Regions from separate parts of the Pan troglodytes genome. Here region 2 is linked to region 1. The links are chromatin contacts, called in public HiChIP or PLAC-seq maps. All regions are on one chromosome and are shown on one strand. The core of a region is the stretch at or near the end of the contact, and the rest is flanking DNA. Distances in the headings are between cores, read along the strand shown. Region 1 holds the start of SYDE1 (synapse defective Rho GTPase homolog 1). Region 2 holds the start of AKAP8 (A-kinase anchoring protein 8).

Region 1 (4,519 bases), core at 1,509-4,008:
AGGCGCTGGCCGCAGCCCCCCGAGACCGTACAGGTGCAGGCTGAGGCGGCCCCAGAGTGCGGCCGGGGGTGCCCGGGCTGTGGGACCCACCTCGTAGGGCCGGAAGGAGGTGGGTGACGGGGGCCCAGCTGGGCGCTCCGGTGAGTCCCCGTCGCTGAGGTAACCGGCCCTCAGGCTCCGGGTGCCCCCAGGCCCTGCTGCCGGCCCGGGGCCCCCCACGCTGCTGTCCAGGTGGTAGCGGCTGATGACGGAGCCCGCAGGGGCAGCCCTCTCGCGCTCCCTGCCAGCCCGGGGGCCTCGCAGGCTCAGGCGGCGCCGCAGTTCCGGCAGCTTCTTCATCTTTATGGAGAGGCGCCTGGCGGGGCCCGGGGACTTGGTGCGGGAGGCTTTGGTTGGGGGGCTGGCGGGGGCTGCACCTGTGTGGAGAGCAGATTTCAGGGTCCAGGAACCTGGGCTTAGGGGAGGGGGGTGAGGCTGGTGCTCCCCTGAAGGGAAGGAGTGTGAGGCTGGTGTTCCCCTGGGGGGGAGGAGGGTGTGAGGCTGATGCTCCCCTGACGGGGTGGGGATGTGAGGCTGGTGCTCCCCTGAAGGGAAGGAGTGTGAGGTTGGTGCTCCTCTGGGAGGAGGGAGTGTGAGGCTGGTGCTACCCTGAAGGGAAGGGATGTGGGGCTGGTGCTCACCTTGGGGAAGGGGATGTGAAGCTTGTTCTTACCTTGGGGGGCCAGGCCCTCTGACTCAGCTGAGCCAGGCTGTGGCCCCGGGGGCTCAGGTGCTGGAGGTCTGGGGTCTTCCTCAGGGATGGGGTTGTACCAGATCTCGCCGGCGGGCTCCCCAGTGCCAGGTACCCCAGGCCCTAAAGAGGTGTCCTCAGCTGGCTTGGCCCCACCCAGCACCCATCGGCGGCTACTGGGCTCCAGGCTTTGCAGGTAGGCTCCCCGTGCAGGGCTCCTTGATGCCTCGGGGCTGGAGGGCCCCTCTGCTCCGGCCTGGGACCCTTCGGGAGCCTGGGGCTCTGGCTCTGGAGGGCTGGGCTCTGGGCGCTGGGCTGGGCGGCCTGGCGGAGAGCAAGGGGAGTGAGACCCACCCAGCCCCTCACTGCCTGCAGAGCAGCCCTGTGCAATTGATCAGTGGGTGGGATGCTGTGTACGGCCCTGGCCGGCCCCTGATAAGTCATGGTTCCTTGGATCCTGCTGTTTTGTTTGGAATAGGCAGCCACAGGCTAGTGATCTCGGTTATCAGCTTAGAGCACCCCCTACTCAGTCCCTGGCATCCCAAAAGGGGACTCCATCCCTGCAGCCTCAGGGTTCTAAGTCAGGCTTCCTGGGGCCCGTAGGTACTGCGTTCCAGTCTCCACTTCCTCTCCCCTCTCAATAACCGTGGCATGGAGCTTTGCACCTGTGTGGCCTTGGGCAAGTCGCTTCCCTCTCTGAGGCTCAGTATCCTCCTGTGAAATGGGGGGATGTGATTTCCATGTCCAGGGAGGCTTCCAGGAGCCTTTTGGAAAAGTATACAGCCCACAGCAGGCACTACGTGCTCAGGAGTGAGGAGCTGGGTTCTCTATTCCCTGCAGCACAGTCACTCCCAGTCCCCTGCCCCTTTTACCCTCCCTCCTGTCTTCCAAACTCTGTCGCCATCCTGGGATGGGCCCTTGTCCCTCAGCCCAGGCCAGACCCCCCACGCTCAATGCCTTGGGACTTCCCCTTCCCTCCCTCCTCTCCTGTCTCTCATGTCCTGGGCTGTTTCCTGTGTGTGTTTGTGTTTGGGCATCTCTGTCCCTTCTCCCTTCCCTGGGAACATTGGGAATCTTTGGGAAGGCCTGGGGGGAAGGGGTACGTCCATGGAATGGTCTGGTCTTCCTCCTTTAACTCCTTCCTTCCTGGGTCCCCCTATCCCACGCAGCTGTTTCTCTAAGGTTTTTACTTGCTACCCTGCTGAACTCCTCCTCTGGCCACCTCCGATGTCCACCCTCTAGGGTCTCTGTTTGTAGCATAGTCCAAAGAGCTGTTTAAGTCACTGGCCCTGGGCACATGACCCAATTGCTCCGTGCCTCAGTTTCCCCATCTGTATAAAAGGGACAGTTTCCTGGGGCTAAGGCAGGCGCAGTTGCCGTCACTGTTAGTAGGTGGGAGGCGGAGGGGGCAGCTACTCTGATTGACGGGCCGCCCCTCTCTTTCCTTTGCAGGAGTACGCCTCCCATCTCCCATCCTGCGCCTCCAGGGCTCCCGATGCCCCTTGCCCAGCCCGACTGGGCCCCAGTGTCCCGGCCTCCCAGCCCCTCCTCCCCTCCACCCTCCAGGCCCTCAGTCGCGGCCCCATTTCCTGTCGTGGGCGAGGCCCCCTCCCGGGCCTCCCAAGGAGCCCGCAGCGCTGGCATCCCCGGCCAGCTGCACATAACGGTCCGCGCCCCCCTCCCTCCCAGCCCCTTCCTTCCAGGACCCCTACCCTCCCCTGGCTGGAGGCACCCCAGTCTGCAGCGGGGTGCGGGGGGCTCCCCCTGATCCCCCCTACCGTCTGTCCTCGGGGCCCTGGGACCCCGCTCCCAGGCCGGGTGGGGCTTGGCGCCCCCTCTTCCCCACCGATCTCCGCTTACCGCGCTCCTTGGCGTCCGACTTTTTCCGGGGAAGTTTCTCCCGGCCCCGCAGGCGGGAGAAGGTTTTCCTGAGTAGCGGCTCGGCCATGCTGCGGCCCGGGCCGGGCCGAGCCGAGTGCGCGCCCCGGGCTCCGGCCGCGCCGCCCCGCGCCCTCCCCGCCCCGCCCGGGCCTCCCCGCCCGCCCCCCGCCCCGCGCCAGCAGGAAGCACATTCCGGGAATGCTTGGCCCAAACTTTTTTTTTTTTTTTTCCCCTTTCCCGCGGCCCGAGCGGGCGATGCTGGGAGATGTAGTTGCCTGGGGCCGGGAGGGGTTGGAATGGGGGCTCCGGGTGCCCGGATCCGCTCCAGCTTCGATGGGACGCGACGATCGTGGCGCAGGCCCGATCCCTTGTCTTCCACCTCACCCACCCTCCCTGGATGGGACTCTGGGTGATGGCATCCAGGAAGTTCTCTTGGGTCTGTCTCCAAATCGCAGCCTCCACGTATCCCCTCTCTCCTTGCCAGGTACTGCTTCAACCTGGTGCAAGCCGTAGTGTCATTCGTTTCAATGACCGTCCCCACTACCCACCCCACCCCAAGCTTCTTCCTTGGTCTCCCCATGCCACTCTTTCCCCACTCAATTCTCTCACCTCCAAATTCCAATTACTACTGCTGTTTGACAAACCATCCCCAAACGTAATGATGTAAAACAACCATGTCGTGATTGTGAAAGGAAAATAAATCTTGAGACCTCCAAATCACTGAGCCAAAAGGAAGAAGTCAAACTGGTAACTGTGTAGGACAAACCTGCCTCCCATTCTATTCCTAAGTAAGATAGCTACAAGGTTAAAAAAGCTAGCTGGGCGCGGTGGCTCACTCCTGTAATCCTAGCACTTTGGGAGGCTGAGGCGATGGATCACTTGAGGTCAGGAGTTCGAAACCAGGCTGGCCAACATGGTGAAACTCCATCTCTACTAAAAATATGAAAAAGAAAAAAAAAATTGGCCAGGCATGGTGGGTGGGCACTGGTAATCCCAGCTATTTGGGAGGCTGAGGCAGGAAAATTGCTTGAACACGGGAGGTGGAGGTTGCAGTGAATCAAAATTGTGCCACTGCACTCTAGCCTGGTCATCAGAGCAAGATGCCATCTAAAAAAAAAAAGAAGAAAAGAAAAGAAAAAAAAAAGCTACATACCTCCCCCACAATTTGCCTACAAGGAAATTCCTTATGGATGAAGGACAGGCAGAACTCAAAATTGTCCCTCTGCTCACATGAGACAAACACATATCTGATCGCTTCCTTACCTATTTGTTTCACTAAGCCAGACTAAGGCATAAGTGACTATCTCTGTAAATTGCATATTCAGAAAGGCTAGTCAGAAACTCGAAAGAATGCAATTGTTTCTCTCCTATCTACCTATAACCTGGAAGCCTTCTCCCTACTTTTGAGTTGTCCTGCCTTCCCAGACCAAACCCATGTGCATCTTACATATATTGATTGCTGTCTCATGTCTCCCTAAAATATATAAAACTAGACCAAGCTGGAGTGCAGTGGTACCACCACAGCTCACTGCAGTCTCAACCTCTTGGGCTCAAGTGATGCTCCTGCCTCAGCCTCCCGAGCAAGTGGGACTACAGGCATGTGTCACCATACCTGGCTAATTTCCCTACTTTTTGTAGAGATAGAGTCTCATCATGTTGCCCAGACTGGTCTCAAACTCCTGGGCTCGGCTGGGTGCGGTGGCTCACGCCTCTAATCCCAGCACTGTGGGAGGCCAAGGCGGGCGGATCACCTGAGGTTGGGAGTTCGAGACCAGCCTGACCAGCATGGGGAAACCCCTTCTCTACTAAAAACACAAAATTAGCTGGGGGTGGTGGTGCATGCCTATAATCCCAGCTACTCGGGAGGCTGAGGCAGGAGAATCTCTTGAACCCGGGAGGCGGAGGTTG
Region 2 (4,519 bases), core at 1,412-3,911, 270 kb before region 1:
AAGCATTTCAGATTTTGGGTTTTTGGAGTAGGGATGCTCAACTGGTAAGTATAATGCAAATCAAAATCTGAAAGACTTCTGGTCATAAGCACTTTGGGTAAGGGATACTCAATCTGTATCAAATTCTAGAAAATGTGGCTGGGCGTGGTGGCTCACGCCTGTAATCACAGCACTTTGGGAAGCCGAGATGGGTGGAGGTCCTGAGCTCAGGAGCTCAAGACCAGTCTGGGCAACATAGGAAAACCCTGTATCTACTAAAAATACAAAAAAGTAGCTGGGTGTGGTGGTGCGTGCCCGTAGTCCTAGCTACTCAGGAGGCTGAGGCATATGAATTGCCTAAACCTGGGAGGCGGAGGTTGCAGTGAACTGAGAGCCCCTGCACTCCAGCCTGGGCGACAGAGCGAGACTGTCTAAAAAAAAAAAAAAGAAAATTTAAATGTGAAAAATAAAAACCAAGATCAGAAAATAGTTAGAAAATTATAAACTGTGGGCGGGTGTTCCAGTGTGCTTACCAGAGCACTCACTCGCCGGTGGGCAGGGAAATGCCGTGGGAGGCAGCAGCACAGATTCTTCTGTCTTTTATCCACAGCAAAAATACCCAACAGTGACAACATCCAGTGCTGATGGGCAGGCAGGAGGACCAGGTCATTGTTTTAACACAGGTGGAAGAAGCATGACTTGCAAATGTTCTGCAGTTAATTGGGCACTATCACTTTGAAACCAAACCTGGTTAGAATGAAAAGCACCAGCATGGAAGTGTACAAGTTTATTCTGGTGTTGCTGGGTTATTGTGGAGAAGATCTGGAAGCAACATAAATGTGCCTCACTTGGGAGAATTTATGGTGTGGTTATCTGGGCATCTAGAACCAGGAGGATAAACTGTTGGCAAGTGAGAGTCACTGGGGGAACGGTCTATAGTAGTATCCTAATTGTGTATCTTTAGTTTATTGTGAGCATGTATGATGTCTGTTAATATTTTCCTCCAGTAGTAGAGAAAACGTGCTAAGGAAAAAAAAAATGAAGATGGAGAGAGTAGAAACAGCAAGTGAGAAGGCTTTCTGAAACATGTAAATGGAGTGGGAAGGACTCAATGGGCTCTCCCACCCCACCAAAAATATCCTTCTTTTACCTTATGGTTTTTATGATGATCAAAGTGAGATTTGCCTGTACTCCCACCATGAGGAGATGGCCCAGCATATTGATGGAAATCCTTCCAGACAAAATGGCTCTGGCATGCTCTGCAGACAGTACTATATTATACACCTTTCTTATGCCAGTGCAGAGATGAGCCCGATTTGAAGGGCTGCATGATGTTCTTTTGAATGTACGATTTATTTAACCTCTTCTGCACTGAGGAACGTTTAGGTGTTTTCCCATTTTTCACCACTACAATCAGTGTGCACGCATGTTTCCAGTTCTTAAATTTAGGATACGTTCTGGGAAGGGATTAATGAGACAGATTTTTACTTTTCATACATTGTGTCAAACTGCTTTCCAAAAAATACGGAAACAGTTGATCCTCCCACCAGCAGAGAAGACTCTCTTCACCCTTGCATGACTGGGAATAATTCTTCATTCTTGGAATTCTGTGGGTTAAAAAAGACGTTTCATTAAATATCTGTTCCTGTTTTTATATCTTCCCCGTTGGCCCCAAAGTGCTCCTTGCCTATTAGCCTAGTTGGCACCTTGTTACAGGTTGCACCTTTGGCTCTTAGTTTCTTAATTGTTCACTGCTTATAGCTTTTTTGTAAGCAAATCAGATTTCTGTAATACAGCCGTAAAGATAGAGATATATAGATCTGTATTTTTATTTACCTACAGTAAGTGTGGTGTGGAAGGAGAGGGAATTTGAACAAAGATCAGATAGGTTGTGGTTCCATGCTTGTGGAGTGGCCCTCTGTTGGTGGGGCTGGAAGTGCGTGGGTGCGGGGGCGGGGTGGGGTCCCTCTAAGCTGGCAGGGTTGGGGCAGGAACTTGTAGGGCACTCAGAGCAGCCTCTCCAGCTCCTTTTGCCCTGCCCGCAGCTCATGATGGAGCAGTCCAAGAAGTCCTCCCTCATGGTGGCCCGCAGTATTCTCAACAACAAGCTCATCAGCAAGAAGCTGGAGCGCTACCTGAAGGTGAGGCACTGGTCCAGGCCTGCCCTGTCCCCAGCTTAGTCCCCGCCTGTGCTCCCTCCCTTCAGTGTCCGCGCCCCTCCCCACAGGGCGAGAACCCTTTCACCGACAGCCCCGAGGAGGAGAAGGAGCAGGAGGAGGCTGAGGGCGGTGCCCTGGACGAGGGGGCGCCGGGCGAAGCGGCAGGGATCTCGGAGGGCGCAGAGGGCGTGCCGGCGCAGCCTCCCGTGCCCCCAGAGCCAGCCCCCGGGGCCGTGTCGCCGCCACCGCCGCCGCCCCCAGAGGAGGAGGAGGAGGGCGCCGTGCCCTTGCTGGGAGGGGCGCTGCAACGCCAGATCCGCGGCATCCCGGGCCTCGACGTGGAGGACGACGAGGAGGGCGGCGGGGGCGCCCCGTGACCCGAGCTCGGGGCGGGCGGGGCCCGCGTGGCCGAAGCTGGAAACCAAACCTAATAAAGTTTTCCCATCCTACCTCCGGGTTTCTCTGTTACTGTGCCGCGCGGGCGGGGCGGGGCGGGGGTGGGCGGAGGGGCGGGGTGCGCATGCGCGCGGGCCGGGCCGTCGGGCACGGCGGTGGGACCACAACTCCCATCAGGCCACGGAGCTGGATCTTAGCAGCCCGAAAGGCCAGCTGGGACGGCGAGGGCGGGCCCTCGTGAAGACCAGCCAATGGGGGCGCGCGGAAGTAGTGACGTGTGCGCCTGGTCTTCCAGTAGTCGATGGCGGAGGTGCGCTGAACGCATGCGTGCTGTGGTCGCCTAGTAAAAGGGGCTGCTGGTGGGCCGCGTCGAAGACATGGACCAGGGCTACGGAGGTTTGTGTTGGCTGCTGGGTGCGGAGCGGGGAGGGAAGGCTCTGTGCGGGCGGCGCAGCCGCTGCGCAGACTGCCGCGGGCCGGGCCTTCGTCCCGAGCGTGGTTGCCGCAGCTGGGCCCTCCGGAGAGGCGGCCAGGGCGCGCGCGCGCCGCTCATTGGGCTTTGGCGCCGTCGCTCCCGGGGCGCTGCGTGCGGATTGGCCGCCAGGCCCCGAGGAGGCGGGCGGGACTCGGGGTTGGGGCAGACGCCGCGGTGGGCTTCGTGGGGCCGTCTTGGACAGTGTGGGCCGTTTTTGCCCCTCACCTTCGGCGGAGTCCTTCCGGCCCCCAGCGACCCCGGGGTTTGCACTCCCGGCTTCCTCTTCCGAAGACGCCACAAAATGGCGGCGCTAGGGGGGCGGAGCTACAGCGTGGGGTTGTGAGGTCGGACCCGGGGAGCTGGGTCTGGGGCCGCGGGCGGACCGCGGGGGCCGCCTCTCTCCCGACCTGCCCTAGGCCCGCGGGGCCGTGTAGGGTCTCCGCTGGGCTCACGTGGCCCAGGGCGCCTGTCCCGGAAGCCGTCGGGCTGCGCGGGGTCGGGCCTTTAGTCCCCGGTGCAGCGCGTTGGGGCCGAGTGCTGCCGGCGCGAGAGTCGGCCTCGCCGGGCTCCAGCTCTGTACCCGGCGCGTGCTGGCTTGGGACAGGATGGTGAGGGGCAGATGCTGAGTGTTCGTACAAAGCTGGAAACCTGATGTGCCCTGGGGCTGGTGACATTGGCAGTTCTCCTTTAGGCAGTCTGTTGTGGTGGCCTGGAGGGGCCGAGGAGCTGTGCAGGAGGGAACGTGTCCTTTCCCCACTAGGATTTAGCGCTTGGCCTGCAGTAGGGCCGATCTTCTCGAGCTGCCTGCTCCCTGCTTCTGGAATCAGAGCCTTCTGGGAGCAAAGTTTGCCCACAGGGGATAGTTGGGACATGCTGGGTGGAGCTCGACTGGTTGTAGAGAAGCTAGTGGTCTGATCCTGGCTGCAGGAGCTCGAGAAGTTGTCGATCTTGAGAAGTGGCAGGGCAAAAGTAGCCCAGCACCAGAAATTGCAGAGAGGTTTCGGTCCTGAGGCGGCAGTGTGCGCGGTGTGCTTTGGTGTCTTCCGGGTCCTAGCGAAGGCTCAGCCTGGCTCTCCTGGTCTTCCGCAGCCTGGGTAGATTTCACCATTCTTTCCCTTCTTTCCCATCAGATCTTTTCTGCAGGTATTGTATTCCTCCTTTTCATTCTTAGTTTGGAGAGGTTTTTTTTTTTTACCCCCTCTTCCTACCTGCCGAAAACCTTTCAGACACAGTGGAGATAGTTAAGCTTCCCTGATTTCTTGTGCTTCCGGGAGCGTTTTAAGGTTAATAGTGCGTGCCACTTACACTAGAGCTTCACAGAGAAGCAGTCTCTCGAGGTTGGTTACTTGCTGTTAGAATCTGCAGTCTGCCTTTCTGCTGCACGGATGCGAATTTAGAAGGTTTTGCGGTATGACGGAGGGGAAGGCGTAGCATAGCAAGAGGGCAAAACTCAGCAGTATGACTGGGTCAAGTCTCGTAACCCATGAGCCTAGCTCCCTTGTCTCTGAAT

The links. HiChIP or PLAC-seq counts read pairs in DNA pulled down with a chosen protein or histone mark.
Region 2: an H3K4me3 HiChIP or PLAC-seq map of stem cell-derived excitatory neurons shows a contact between it and region 1, with 2.8 times the contacts expected there. The contact joins the promoter of AKAP8 here to the promoter of SYDE1 in region 1. A contact is called at or near these places in 1 of 7 Hi-C or Micro-C datasets (stem cell-derived neural progenitor cells) and 1 of 1 datasets of contacts at active chromatin or transcription factors (stem cell-derived excitatory neurons).

The regions. Positions count from the first base shown.
Region 1 is chr20:17,797,932-17,802,450 of NHGRI_mPanTro3-v2.0_pri, reverse strand. It overlaps SYDE1 (synapse defective Rho GTPase homolog 1), which reads right to left and starts at 2,758. Exons shown (of 8, transcript XM_003316162.6): 1 at 2,591-2,758; 2 at 713-1,054; 3 at 1-416. The coding sequence starts at 2,678.
Region 2 is chr20:18,070,812-18,075,330 of NHGRI_mPanTro3-v2.0_pri, reverse strand. AKAP8 (A-kinase anchoring protein 8) reads left to right here and starts at 2,661. Exons shown (of 14, transcript XM_016935347.3): 1 at 2,661-2,930. The coding sequence starts at 2,912. It overlaps AKAP8L (A-kinase anchoring protein 8 like), which reads left to right. Exons shown (of 14, transcript XR_010153740.1): 13 at 590-2,120; 14 at 2,207-2,587.